2 separate regions of the Triticum aestivum genome follow, and region 1 is linked to region 2. The links are chromatin contacts, called in public Hi-C maps. All regions are on one chromosome and are shown on one strand. Each heading gives the region's core, a stretch centred on a gene start, on an enhancer-like site or on the middle of the called end of the contact. The rest is flanking DNA. Distances are from core to core; before and after follow the strand shown. Region 1 has its middle 6.9 kb from the start of LOC123060013. Region 2 holds the start of LOC123060011 (receptor-like protein 4).

Region 1 (2,983 bases), core at 349-2,848, 810 kb after region 2:
CCATATATTTCTTAATTAAGGATGTTTGTGGTGAAACAATTATTGTTTTTGTTATGGTCTCTTATATCTGCAGTTATCTTGTTAGTTAGCGATGTTCTAACAAAGCGGTACATGTTCTGTTTCACAAAGATGGGAGAATTCTCCAACTCATGTGGTCTACATCATTTTTATTGCATCTAAATATTAATAGGGATTCATACTAGCTTCCACTATAGTTAGCATAAAAGGTTGGACCTCACCGTGATAACCGGGATTTAAATTATTGCATAGACGTTGCACACGCGATTTTCGTAATTGAGATCATTTCAATTTGTTGGTAAAGAATGTTTCACTTTGTAGGTGCCATAGTTTAGGCCCCGCTTAGATCATAGGCTAAGTGTTCTTTTCTCTCCTTATATCTTCTCCTATAGGGTTCCCCGTTAAGAGTCACTTATGTACAGTGGTCGACCCACTTCCCTATGTGCTCTGCTTGCCGGAGAAGAGAAGGGAAAGGAGCATGGCTAAGATGTGTACATATCACGTCTAGCCAGAGTCTTGCATTTAGGGCATATATTGTCATGTTGGAGTCGGAGCATGCCATTGCCGTATTTGAGCTGTCCACGGTGACTATCAGCGGCCTTCCTACAGTGTGCAACCGAAGGAAGCAAAACCAGTGTTTCCCTAAGTAAGCTCGCTAGGTCAAGGCCTTCCCTTCTTCCATTGATTTGGTGGCCGTCGTGATGGAGTTGGAGAAGCTGGGAGGTGGAGCTCGAGATCCTGGCGACTGGGAAGTAGCTCGCCTACATGGGCGATTGCAGAGGAACTACAACACTTGTTGTGATCTTCGGCTAGTGGCGATCGAAAGTCGGTCTTCAATGCATCTCTGGTGTATCTTCTGGCCAAAGGGTGGCCTATTGGAGCATCGATGTCCACAGCTTATCGGCGCCAACTCATCTTCTTTCTCCCGACATGGAGCCTTTATAGGAGGCAGGGCTGTTTAGGCTTGGAGTCCACCAAACCCTTTTTGGCTCCAACTGGCTATATAGCACGGCGGCGATCTTGCCATCTCAAGTGGTGTCGGTGATGCCAAGGGTGTATATGAGCAGAGGATGCAATTTGGACCTGATTTTGAACTCGATTTAGGGTCCTTCCTAAAAAAAATAGGGACATGTTTGTGTTTTCCTCTCTTTCGAGTCTTGTTGAAAGCTTCACACGATTACCATTTTGTGATTGATAGAAGCTCTGGGACCCGTCTATGGTTCAAAGAGAAAAAAAATATTATTTCAGATAAAACACATTCAAACAAACTGTGCATAAACACATATGTAATTGAACCAACTGCGTCGATGTGTTTTTACTACTGTTTCCTATATATCCACATTAATTGACGCGACTCTATACAATGTCTTGCTCACATGGCATAGACGTTGTGTTAATTAATTGGGATAGGTGGGGGTACCATTTACCATTTCGCTTTTCTTTTGTTCGCTGTAGTTTACTGCTACTCAATTGAGCATATATATAATATAAGAGAAAAAAGAATCTCAGCAGCTATTACGTACGTGTCTCGCAGGACTGACTGCTGGAGTAATGGGCGGTGTACACGTAGCAATTGGTGTGGGTCAGGCTTGTCCTTTTCTAATATGTACCAGACGGGCGTACACGACAAGGGCTCGCACTCACTGTAACTATAGCGGCGGACAGAAAAATTCAAGAGGATGTACCGCGGTCACAGTCACCGCATCAATCTACTAGCAGTACTGTTGTACCTATCTACTACTCCTACTATGTAGGTGGTGGCGTCTTCTGTGCGTACGGTCACAGGCCATGGCATGCTGCTTTTGGTAGTACACTGAGACATAGTAGTATATTTATTCTCATCTATCTAGGCTTGGTCAATATAGGCCAACTCCAGGTTCGAGCAGTACTAGGCCAATACGACAACGTACTTGCGCCGATTCACACTCTCATGTCATCCTCTCTTGCCTCACTAATGCACGCTCATAGTACTATTTGGGCCAACTCCCACGCACTAACCCCAATGGCCCGGCCGTGTCGGTTTAAGGGTAAACAGACAAAAAACACGACCCAACACGCGGGAGCAAACGGAAAAATATTTGTTTTCGATTCACTTCCGACCCATTTATGGCCCAAACTTAGGCCCCGTTTGTGTCAATGTTGTGGACGGGCGGGACGCACGCCCTTGTCCTCCTCTGACCCGCCTGTCAAGGACACAGACGCTCATTTTCTCACCCCTATGAGGCCTGCCCTCCTCCCCCGCCCGCCATAGCCGCCACCACCGCCCATTGCCGACCGCCTCCTCGCTGTCTTGCCCGACAGTCCAAACCACGACCACTGCTTTAGCTTCTCCGGTGTTTGCCAGGCTTGCAGAAGGCCACTTCCCAGAAGTCAACTTGGAGATCAATGGCCACCATTGCAGCAAGGGGTACTATCTAGCTGATGGTATCTATCCTTAGTAGTCAACTCTTGTGAAGACAATACCCAGTCCGCAAGGAGAGAAGAGACAGAGATTTACCAAATGCAAGAGAGTGCTAGGAATGATGTAGAGCGTGCTTTTGGTGTGCTTCAATCTCAATGCAGTATCGTTCGACACCCCGCACTAACATGGAGCACGGAGAAGCTTTGGCAGGTGATGATTGCTTGTGTGATCATGCACAACATGATCGTGAAGGATAAGCGTGCTACGACCAAGGGTTTGATTTTCAGGGTGAAAATATTATGCCAGGGCACCGAGAAACGGCAACGTTTGAACAATTCACCTCATTCTATCATGAAATACGTGATTGGCATACTCATATGCAGCTCCGGGATGACTTGGTTGAGTACATGTGGACTCACATTGGCAACCAATAGATCTATTAGTTCAATTTCTTTTCATGAAAAATGATTTTGATTGGGTTGTGAAACTGTTTGATATTGTTTTTATTTCGATTGGGTTGTAAGACTATTTTGGATGTGAAACTATTTGATTATGAACTATTTG
Region 2 (2,758 bases), core at 217-2,716:
CTTCTTGGAGCGAGTAAGCAAGCAAGCACCCAGTAGCACGGCACGTATGTAGGAGTACTAGTCAAGAAATTTATATGCTGCCCGTTGGAGACGAGAGAGATACACTACGGAGGAAGTGAAGCTGTACTATGGTCGTGATTCCTGAACTAGCAGGTACACGCGCGTACGTACGTACGTGTAGCCCGAACCACGGCAGACGCGCCGCGCATTACTGCGCACGTCGCGGCACGAACGAACGAACCCGTGGAGAAGCCGCCCGCCCGGGCCCTCCCATCGGCGATGGACGAGACTTGCCTGCTTCTTCGGTGTGCGTCCATCCGTGCTCCGGCATATGTGGCATGGTTTGATTGAAATAAAATAAGACCCGGTCCCATTCTTTAAAATCGGGGGGAAGATGATTAGATTAGAAAGAAAAAAAAAACAGCCGTAGGATGAAATGAGTGGACGGATGGGAGCAGGAGAGGAGCAGGCAAGCCAGCCAGATCCATCGGCGATGGGGTCGAGTCGGGTCGGGGCGGGGAGGGAAATGCGCCATACGTCACGCTTAATTGCCTGATTTGGTGGTAGTTGCCGCGGCACTCAGCTGGCCTAGCCGACCCCGTGACCGCAGCGGCCCAAAGGGAAGGCTACACTCCCACACACACTGTATGTGTTTGGACGCATCTCTCGCCATCATCTACCCCTCGAATCTGAGTACGTACGTCCGCTACCTAATTCAAGTAGCAATAATTTTTGTCTGCATACAGGCAGCACTTGCAAATACGAGCAGTCGAGTCGAATCCAACAGTGCTTCCGTCCCGCCCGTGACTTGCTAGATTAATAACACCCCGTACGATACGAACGGAGTGATCACCACCGCCCATGGGATGGAAGGCTGGCCCCGTTGCCGGTTTTACTCATTCATTTAGACTGGTCACAACGGGAAGGAACTTAAGAGTAACATCACACACTGCAATACAACTTTGCTTATGTGGCACATATTTAATGAAGAGAAAGGTGCTTGTGGTAACTAGCTAAGTTACCGGAACATCACACACTCCAAGAAACACTGAGTCTATAACCTAATAAATACATCGTTGCATGACACTACATAGATGTTCCTACCCACTATGGAGGTAGTAACATAGTCTAGAGAAGTGTGTAAGTTACTGGCTTATGTTCTTGCCCATTGTGACCAGCCTTACCGCGCTTCCTCACGTGACCAAACAAACAAATTCAGACTTTTTCTTTCTTTCTAAAGGGAACAAACTGAGACTTTGTTGAGAGTAAAAAGAGAGGTGTGAAAAGCAAAAGGGTCAAAGAGCTTCGCATCGCACCGTCGCTCTCCCCTCCCTCTTTACTGCTGGGGTCCGCCACTTACCGTTGATCGAGCGGCCGTTGAGGCCATAGCGCGGCGCGGCGGTGCCTGCAGCGCCGTCCGATCCTCCAGCGCGGCCAGATCCAGCATTTCCAGCCTCGTCTCCTTCCTTCCACGGTTCAACGTACCAGGGTACCACCACGTCTCCTCCACTCCGCTGCAGCTCCGTTCACACCCGCTCCCTCCTAAAACTCCCCACCAAATTCTCCGCCCAGGGGACGCGCGCCGCTCCTCCGGCCAGCCCCGGGAGCGGCAATGCGGCTCCTCCTCCTGCTCCCACTCCTCGTCGCGGCCACCGGCGCCGCCCGCGACTCCGACGACCCCTTCCTCTCCGGCGGTAAGCACCTCCAATCCAGCTAGCTACAAACAAAATTATACTCCGCTGTACGCTGACGCTCTCTCTGCCCGTGCAGCCCAGGCGAACCACAGCTACAACATCGACTGCGGCGGCGCGGCGGACTTCACCTCGGCCTTCGGCCGCCGCTGGCTGGCGGACCGCTTCTTCTCGGCGGGGGGCAACGCGGGGATGGTCGCCGAGCCGCACCGCTTCCCGCAGCCGCAGGAGCGCACGCTGCGCTTCTTCCCGCCCGCCTCCGCCGGCAAGACCTCCTGCTACTCCCTCCCGCTCGCCCCCGGCCGCTACTACCTCCGCGTCTTCTCCGTCTACGACAACTACGACTCCAAGCTCCGCTCCCCGTCCTTCGACGTCTCCGCCGCCGCCACGCTCGTGCTCTCCTTCCGCTCCCCGTGGCCCGAGACCGCCGCGCGCTACGGGGCCTACTCCGACCTCATCTTCCCCTCCGACGCAGAGGCCACCGACGTCTGCTTCTACTCGCTCTCCACCGACGCCCCCGTCGTCGCCTCCATCGAGGTCGCCCCCGTCCACCCGCTCGCCTACGACGGCGCCACCACCGGCGCCGACGTCGTCCTCGTCAACTACGGCCGCCTCACCTGCGGGAACAGCCTCTTCGGCCCCGGCTTCACCAACGACTCCGACGCCTTCTCCAGGGTGTGGCAGGCCGGCACAGATTTCCGGAACAACGACCTCACCTACGACGCCATTACTGCCGGTGGGAGGAAGATTTTCGGCAGCAACCAGCCGCCCAATTACTTCCCCACCAAGATGTACAGGTCGGCGGTGACCACCGGCGGGGACGCCTCCAACGAGATCGAGTACCTGATGCCGGTGGACACGAGGATGTCCTACATGGTCTGGCTGCATTTCGCGGAGATCGACGCCGGGGTCAGGGCCCCTGGCCAGAGGGTGTTCGACATAATGCTTGCCGGGAGGAACGTGACCAGGATCGACATCTTCAAGCAGGTGGGAGGGTTCACGGCCTTCAAGTGGACATACATTGTGGAGAACCTGACCAGCTCCACCATGAGCGTCAGGCTTGTGCC

What was found. Hi-C and Micro-C count contacts between places; a contact is called where the count stands out from the background.
Region 1: a contact with region 2 is called in a Hi-C map of leaf, with 3 times the contacts expected there. The contact joins the enhancer-like site here to the promoter of LOC123060011 in region 2. A contact is called at or near these places in 2 of 5 Hi-C or Micro-C datasets (both in leaf).

What each region holds. Positions count from the first base shown.
Region 1 is chr3A:32,191,208-32,194,190 of IWGSC CS RefSeq v2.1, forward strand. No RefSeq gene overlaps it. Among protein-coding and RNA genes, the nearest start is that of LOC123060013, 6.9 kb to the left of the region's middle. Within about 2 kb of position 1,599, at least 6 of the 8 cell types and tissues checked have an H3K27ac peak or open chromatin away from gene starts, as enhancers often do. A contact at or near this core is called in leaf, where this site is marked.
Region 2 is chr3A:31,380,123-31,382,880 of IWGSC CS RefSeq v2.1, forward strand. LOC123060011 (receptor-like protein 4) reads left to right here and starts at 1,467. Exons shown (of 9, transcript XM_044482571.1): 1 at 1,467-1,694; 2 at 1,771-2,758. The coding sequence starts at 1,613.